3 separate regions of the Mus musculus genome follow, and all the other regions are linked to region 2. The links are chromatin contacts, called in public Hi-C maps. All regions are on one chromosome and are shown on one strand. The core of a region is the stretch at or near the end of the contact, and the rest is flanking DNA. Distances in the headings are between cores, read along the strand shown.

The links. Hi-C and Micro-C count contacts between places; a contact is called where the count stands out from the background.
Region 1: a contact with region 2 is called in a Hi-C map of liver, with 3 times the contacts expected there. The contact joins two enhancer-like sites. A contact is called at or near these places in 3 of 39 promoter capture datasets (liver and pre-B cells), 1 of 15 datasets of contacts at CTCF or cohesin (CD8 T cells), 8 of 484 Hi-C or Micro-C datasets (liver, muscle stem cells and nephron progenitors), 5 of 115 datasets of contacts at active chromatin or transcription factors (CD8 T cells, effector CD8 T cells, fibro-adipogenic progenitors and 2 more) and 1 of 9 other capture datasets (adipose tissue).
Region 3: a Hi-C map of liver shows a contact between it and region 2, with 5 times the contacts expected there. The contact joins two enhancer-like sites. A contact is called at or near these places in 3 of 39 promoter capture datasets (liver and pre-B cells), 1 of 15 datasets of contacts at CTCF or cohesin (CD8 T cells), 12 of 484 Hi-C or Micro-C datasets (CD8 T cells, Th1 cells, cortical glia and 4 more) and 4 of 115 datasets of contacts at active chromatin or transcription factors (CD8 T cells, double positive thymocytes, effector CD8 T cells and 1 more).

The regions. Positions count from the first base shown.
Region 1 is chr3:52,600,104-52,602,803 of GRCm38.p6, reverse strand. No RefSeq gene overlaps it. Among named protein-coding and RNA genes, the nearest start is that of Gm40047, 21 kb to the right of the region's middle. Within about 2 kb of position 1,308, at least 54 of the 459 cell types and tissues checked have an H3K27ac peak or open chromatin away from gene starts, as enhancers often do. A contact at or near this core is called in adipose tissue, fibro-adipogenic progenitors, hepatocytes and 2 more, where this site is marked.
Region 2 is chr3:52,500,753-52,503,452 of GRCm38.p6, reverse strand. No RefSeq gene overlaps it. Among named protein-coding and RNA genes, the nearest start is that of Gm30173, 15 kb to the left of the region's middle. Within about 2 kb of position 1,377, at least 36 of the 459 cell types and tissues checked have an H3K27ac peak or open chromatin away from gene starts, as enhancers often do. A contact at or near this core is called in adipose tissue, fibro-adipogenic progenitors, hepatocytes and 2 more, where this site is marked.
Region 3 is chr3:52,621,456-52,624,155 of GRCm38.p6, reverse strand. No RefSeq gene overlaps it. Among named protein-coding and RNA genes, the nearest start is that of Gm30235, 27 kb to the left of the region's middle. Within about 2 kb of position 1,440, at least 5 of the 459 cell types and tissues checked have an H3K27ac peak or open chromatin away from gene starts, as enhancers often do. A contact at or near this core is called in liver, where this site is marked.

The sequences.
Region 1 (2,700 bases), core at 59-2,558, 99 kb before region 2:
GAATGGCCACCCGCGGGTGCTTATCGGATAAGATCTCCAAGCGATAGGGAAGTTTAGATTCAATACAGCAAAATGTTCTATGAATCCTGACAAACCCACCAGGAATGGGGTGGGTGATGCATGGTTAGGCTGTTTCCCGTGGATCCGGCTCACAGATTCAGCAAAGGTGGAAAGCACCTGGTCTACTCTAACCATTTTCAGCCCTGACTGCAGAGCTGCTACCTGGAGAGTTTTAGAGGCATGATCTCCTATATCTAGCTCTTAGAACGGCGAGTATAAGATCCTACCATGAGCTGCAGCAGCTCCTCCTCCTCCTGCTCCTCCACCTCCTTTTCTTTTTCTTCCCCTCCTCCTTCTTCCTCTTCTTTTGTTCCTTCGATTATGTGATTTAAACATCAGGAGCTCCCAAGTGTGCCAGGAAGGAGAGTATAACCCTAGCTCAATCCTTCCTATTGTCCCAAACTTGGCTCATCATATGCATGATGCTATCAAAGTGCAGATGATGACTCGAATGGTCAGGGGTGGACTTGGAACTCGTTGGATTTGTTTGTTTGTTTGTTTGTTTGTTTTGTTTTAGTCCCAAATGAAGCAGGTGTTGCTGTTGGTCTCGTGACTGCTCTGGGAGGGACTGAGCCATGTCATCCAGTCCTACAAATAGATGAGTAGATTTCAGGACTGTTTCCCTTTGGTCATTTTACTATAAAGATTAGGGGCCGGCAGGGTAAGGAGATTGGATGGGGTTGGCCTCTGTTCTTAGTCTGATCCTGAGACTTGATTGATATGCAGTCTTGAGCAAAGTACTTCCCTGCTTCCCTTAAATGTAGAACTGGAGAAGAAGCTAACACATGCGCTACATCGTGGTTAGGCCCATCAGATGAATGAGACATGTGGAATGTACTGTGACCTATAAAGCCCTACAAAACATACAAGTTTATTATTACGTTAGACTTTGAAAGATACCAACATTAGCCTTCAAATACTGGTCATTTACATGTGAACACATTTTCATAGTCCTTGATTTCTCCTAAGAAAAATACGCATATATAGGCACACACAAAACAGCTGGTTTTTATCTACTAAGATGTTTTGGGTCTCTCTGTGTATGCATGCATTCACATGTGTAGTGTGTGTGCATTCTTGCCCCATTGCCTGGGGTATAAGGACTTTAACCAAGAGCATTCAAGAATGCAGAGCAAATGTTCGGGAGCAACAGCCAAATTGGTAGCTTTTCTCCTTCCCAACTCCCCACCCGCGCCCAGGAACATGCTCCTAGCCAAAATACGATGGCACAGTGCCCTGGCCAGCTTTACCTCAATGCTCTGTGTGCCTTGGCTAGGCTAAGTACTGAGGCAATGGGTTATGATAGGCCTAGCCAGAGATCGAGTACCATGCCTTCTAGGACCCTAACCTTTGCGGAGGTTTGAGCCTGCAATTCACATAGCCAGGGCCACCAACAACGCTAGCCCTACCATCTGTGAGTATTCATTCCACAACGAAACGAAACCTCTGGCCGAGTCTTGCGCCGCATTTTGGGCACCGCTGCCGAGGTTGCGCAAACACATTTGGCACGGGCCTCGGGGACCAGGCAGTTCTCTGGGTTGAATTGGAGAAACAAAATGTACTTGTCCTACTTCCGAGATGGTGTCTGAGGACTTGGCTCCCTTGGCCCAGGAACTGCCTCCCTGCTGATGTCATTCTGCCACGGAACGGCAAACAGCTCTTCCCCGGGTTCAGCAGTTCAGGAGCAGAAGTAAGAGAAGGTAGGGATCAAAAGGGAACACAAGCAGGCTTGACTCCATCCGGACAGCTTGACCACACACGCACGTTCTTACAGCTGAATCATCTGACAAGAAACGCGTCCTGGCTTTGCATGTAGCAGAAAGGCCAGCTCCAAAACCCTGGGGCAAATTTGACTGGCCACCGAGTTATCTCCCTGCAATGGGGCTTCATGGAGCTCCAGCCGCTGTTCGCTGCTCCATTCGCCCACAGGAGTATCCGATCCCGGAGGCCCAGCAGGACACTTGACACTCAGACTGACTGTTGAAATAATTTCCATGTTGCACTTGTACCCAGCATTCAAATCCCTGCGTAATATCTCAGGCAGCCAGTGATTGCACTTTCTCAGCCAAACTGAGGCGGATCCTGCTGGCCTTTAGAACGTTTCCTAACTCCAGGTTACCTCTGAGCACACAAAGTACCACAGACGGGTCAGGCTCCTGGAAAAGCCATTCTGTAGACACAGCTTTTTTTTTTTCTTCCTTTCCTTGGTTTTAAAAAGCTCGTCTTTTCCATATTTACATTTTTCCACCTGTGAAATCCAGAGTTTTGTAGATGCTCTGTTGAGGTGTGGCCTTAGAGCTGCTATCTCAGGCCACAGAATCCCACTTGAGTTCCATGACAAGAGCAAAGCCACCATGCAAACAGCGTGGGTAGTCACTAGGCGCACGTGTCTATGCCATGTGGGTGCTTACATGAGGAGGTCTTAGGAGACAGAAGAAGCTTTCCTTAAGGACTTGGCCAGCTACCTGGGGACATGTCCTTGGCTGTCCACCAGAATAACTTGGAGGCTCTGAAAAAAAAGCTCCAATATCTGGGCCCTTTACCAATCTGTATGAACTAGACTCCTCTTTGGGAGGAGGCCCCTCCAATGCTGGCTGGAACACAGAATCTATTAGTTACATCTACCTCTCCCCGGTCCAC
Region 2 (2,700 bases), core at 128-2,627:
GTACACATACCACATACCACACACTATATACCACACACTCACACACACAGTGGTCAGATGGCAGGTCTGTGGCACTATTGCTGTCTGTGTGCTAGGTGACCCTTCTTTTAAACGGTCTAAATGAGACTGTAGCATCTCTTGTTGGTCTGACTTGTCCAATAAGTTTGAAGGGCTGGTTCTCCATGAGCTTAAATATGCCCATATCCCTCCTTGTTCCCCACCTCCATTTGTAAATGTATGGGTGGCACCTTCTTCCTTGTAGCAGTAAGTTGCCAGTCTGTGCCCAGTGGCTTGCACTGGACAGATGTCACTATTTAATTTGTACACAAGAGGCAATCACCTTGCCCCTGTGTTTATGCTCAAAATGGAGCCAAATGTCCCTTTGCAAAGTAGGGTCGGCATGGGCAAAGCTCCTCCTGAGAGCTACTGTTTCACACAGTACGGACTCACTTAGGGCAGGGCAGCAGCTCCGACGTATAGTGGTGCTTCAGAGTGGACAAGACGTCATCTCCACACGAATCGTCAGCCAACACGGGGTCACTTGGATTTGCAAGAATTAGAACCGGACAGAGCACACTATAGCCAATGGATAAGGAGGAGGAAGAGGAAGAAAATGAGGAAGAAAGGAAGCCACTGGGGATGTGATCCTTGGATTAGTGACAAACTATTAACACACTTCAACTGATCTCTGCAAGCTCTGGAACGGAGCTCTACCAAAAGTATGTTAGTTCTAACAGCATGAAGTTGCTGTTCCAGGAATGTGTTTTTAAAAAGCCTTTCCTGGAAAACGGTACTTTCTTACAATAAATAAATATGAAGCTTTGTGAAGGTGTTGCTTGGAGGCTCCAGGTCGGGCTTGCTGTGTAGGTCACAGGTCAGAGCAGGCAGGGGAGGGGAGCATAAGGCAGATCTTTGCTCTTTTCCAGATGTCTTTCCTCCCTTGAATGGGAACGTGACAGTCCCTGTCCCGGGCCCTGCTGCTGTCAATGAGGGCACATACAAAGTGCTTTGCACTCTCTAAGGGAATCGTGCTTTTTGACACCATTTCCTTATCATGTGTCATGTTTAAGCCCGTGCTTTCGCAATCAGGCAGCAATGCCAAGGGTCATCTGTGACTGATTAGCCGGGTTTACTAGAGGCCATCTCTCATCCTTCTCTCTGTCCTGGCTGACTAACATCCAAAGGAAAACTGAGAAACAGACAGAAAGAAAAAATAGAACCCCACCCCATCCCACCCCCACCCTACCCCCATTCCACCCTTATGCTACCCCACCCCCTCACCCCCACTCCACCCTTACCCTACCCCACCCCACCTCCACCGCCCCATCCCCACCCCTGCCCTATCCCTACTTCACCCTTACCCTACCCCACTTCCTTACCCCCTACCCCACCCCCAAGGCTCTCCCATCCACCCAGCATCATGCTAGGTACTGTGGCCATCATTTATATATCACCCCACAAGAAAAGATTTCTCATCAGCATGCCCAGAACAAGTGGGCTCAGAAAGGCAAAGTGACTTTTGCAACCAAGATGTCAAGCAAGGGTCTCCTGGGTTGTACTTCCTCTTTAACGATGCCCTTGTCCCTGTGTGACTTTTGGAACAATCTGCCAAGCTGGCTGGCGCTGCCGTTTGGGAACTGATGGTGAATGAACGTGTTGTCATACCTAGTACAGGCTTGCTCAACGGTGCAAAGGGTGGCCGTTGCTGCTCAGATTCAAATCTCATTTAAACAAAAGTCCTGAACGGAATTCCGTCTGGTGTAGCCACAGGTTTGCCTGAATCATCTTTGCTTAGTTCTGACCTCCAGTCCCTCAATTGGCAGTGAATTTCTCAGACTTTGTCTTCTGTGGATGGGTGGGTGGTGTGAGACAGCGGAAGAAGCCAAAGGATCATGGGAAATTGTCCTGACACATCTTCTCCTTCCCTATCTCGTTTTGTTAGGTTTTTGTTTGGGGTTCTGTGTATTTGTTTGTTTTTAATTCTCCAAACTTGACTATTTCTTCCTGACCCAGAACCTTCTACAAGCTGCAAGGAACCTGACTAAAGCTCAGAGCATTCTCTGTTGGCATCCAAGATCTTTGCCTTAGACGTGTTCCTTAACCTCGTGGCCTCTCACATTCTTCTAAAGTGTGCAGCTCAGTACCTGAACATATAAACAGTGACTCTGTGCCTTGTTTCCCTCCTCAGAAGCCTCAAACCGCATTGACCCCTCAAACTACAACCTTTAAGTATATACGCCTGTTAGGCCCCTTCCCAGTTAAAATCTCTGAAGTTTGCATTACAATGAACAGATATAAAACAACAAGCAAAGACAGAAAGGTTTGAAACAGATGAGAAAAGACCAGCTCATGAGAAGATGCTAAGAGGCCTGGAGACATGGCTCCACTGCTGAGAGAACTGTTTGCTCTTGCAAGGAGGGATCTGGGTTTGGTTTTCAGCATCCTAAGAGTGATTCACAATCATTTATCATTCCAAAGGGATCTAAGGCCTTCTTCTGCCCCTCACTGCACCTGGCACACATGTGATACCCATACATGCAGGTCAAACATCATATACAATGTGTGTGTGTGTATGTGTGTGTGTGTGTATTTGAGACTCTGTGTAGCCCTTGCTGTATAGCACTGAATGATCAGTGTTTATATAGATCAGGCTGGCCTCGAACTCACAAAGTTGTCACTGCCTTTGCCTGCTGAGTTCTT
Region 3 (2,700 bases), core at 191-2,690, 120 kb before region 2:
CAGATCCTAGGGCTCGCTGGTCAGCCACAACTGTAATCTCCAAGCTCAGTCGGGGACGCTGCCTCAAAGCATCAGGTGGAGAAACAACTGAAGAAGACTGGTGTCAACCTTCTGGCCTTCACAGGTGCTTGCACAGGAGAGAACATACATGTACACATGTGCACGCAAACATACACCAGACATGGAGGAGAGAGAAAGAGACGGACACAGAGACAGAGACACAGAGATAGAAAGACCAGGGGTGGGAAGGAGATTAACAAATACAATCTCAAAGAGGTATACTCTGGCATTTCGAATGGAACCTGCTTGAAACTTCACCATCTTTCTCCTGTGCCCTCACAGGCTCCTGTGCCCTTACAGACTCCTGTGATCTAAGCTATCAACTAAGGAAGAGTATGCTTAACAAGTATGTGACTGGAAACTTCTGTCTGAAAGTATGTAGGCAAAACCCACAACTCCTGAACATTAAAAAAAAAAAAAGTGAATAAAATGAACAACAGATTTGAAAAGACAAATCACACACAGCCACCCCAATACCCTTTAGAGTGTTCTCTGGCAAACGCTAGGTCAAGAAAGGACTTGTGGCAAGCGACAAGAGGTCTGAAGTTCATCCAGAAGTCAGCTTTCACTTTGAGGAAGGTCACTCGGATGTTACATAAAACAAGAAATGCTCCCAATCCAGATATCTGGAAAACCTGAATCAATTCATCAGGAGTCTTTGATGCTGGGTGCTTCCGCAGGACACGGGGGGGGGGGGGGGAGCGGGGCAAGATGCTGATGGAACTCATTATTGGAGGAATATTGCAGCGAGCAAAGAATCTTTTCATGACCGCTGTCTGTGACCTCCCACTCGGGGTACCAATCACCCATCTTTAAGGTCGTTCTCAAGTTCGCCTGTCTCTGCTACCCGGTATCCCCAATGCTTCTTTGTCAGTTCCTAATATGGTTCTGGGCCTCCGGGCTAGCCCACTCTGAGCCTTCTCCTGCTGTACGGAGTCTCTCTGGTGTAACGGCCATCATTTTCCTTCCTGGTTAAAATCTTCCCATAGTTCCTCAGAGGTTCACATTCAGATTCCTTAGTGTGCCAGCCAAGGCCCTTTCTACCAGACACACGCCATCTTCCAGATTTGAAATGCTACCTCTGCTTGTCAGTTGGACTCTTCTTTGGCATCCTTGGCCTTCCTGGGAGACCATCACCTTCGCCACGTCCTCCCTACCGATGCGCTCTGTCTGTAACCCCACCCTCTAGGCAGTCCGGCTTCCCTAGCACCGGTCCAGGGATGAGTTCCACAGGGGTACTCTCCTTGGTACATCTCTGACTGCAGCACCTGACGCTACTGTAACTGCCAAGTGTATTTGTTCATGTCCCTGGACACTAGAACAGGAGCACCCGGGGTCAGACTGGCAAGTGTGCTTGTCCATGTCCCTGGGCATCAGAACAAGAGCACCCGGGGTCAGGCTTTGCCCTTTGCCCCACTCATTTCGGTGTCCCACACACCACAGATCCCAGCAGTGATATTCCAGCCTGGTGTTCGCTCAGTTTTCACCTAAAATCCATTCCCGAGGCCAATTTCCTAGACAATTTCCTGGCTTGTCTCCCAATCCTACCACTTTCCCTCCTTTTTCTTACCTCGTTTTCATGATCGAGTCGCATAGCCATGTAGTTTCTTCTTCACTTTGAGTCTCTCTAGGAGGGAAGGTCGACAACCATTCTGCCTGAACTGACACAGAGCTGATGCTCTGGAAATAGGTGGCAAACCAAAGGATGGATGAAAGGTAATATATGAATCTATGGTAGCACATGGCAGAGGCAGAAGAGGAAAACAACATAAATGTGTATGTATCAGGTGAAATTAATTTTTAAAAAAAATTACCCCAAAGTACCCCATCTGGAAAGAAAAGACCCATAAACAGGGAGAGAAGTTCTTTCCACGTGTCCTGTGGCTTCATGCAGTTTACTACAGACAATCGCACCATGCCAAGTGTGTCAACTGAAAGTCGAGGTGAGAGCTATGAGGTGCTTTCCTTTCTGGCTCCCCAGCAGAATTTAAATACCACCGTTAGCTATTCACAACAGTAGGTTTCTCTTACAATAATATAGTGCTAAGAACACGGTTTAAAACAAGCATGTGAAAATTCAATCTAGAAATTGTTTACCAAGTTCCACTTCCTCTCGAGAACTCATCGCTGGAAGTTGATTTAATTTGTAAAATAACGTGTATTTATTCTTTAGCAACTTCACACATGTGTATAACATATTTTGGTCACATTCACTACCATCCCATTATCCTTTCTTAGCCCCCCTCCTATTCCTGCTGAACTCTTCTTCACAAATTTTCCTCCTATTTTTTTTTTTTGTGTGTCATTAAAGATTTGTTTTTAAAATTTTTTTAAGTGCTTGTATAAGACAGACTGAGGATACCCTCAGGGGTCAGAGGTGTCAGAACCCTAGAGCTGGAGTTTGGGGTGGTTTTGAACCACCACACATAGGTCTGGGAACTGATCTTGGGTCTTCTCCTAGAGAAGTATGTGCTACTAACCACTGAATCATCCCTCCAGCCTCTCGTGTCTTTTGTATGTGAGAGACAGAAACCCACTGAGCTCAGGGTTCATCCTATGGCCTTGGGTGATGGAGGGTTATTTAATGGAATATGGGCAACTTAACGTAGGGTACAATGCTGAAGAAAATTACTCCATTAG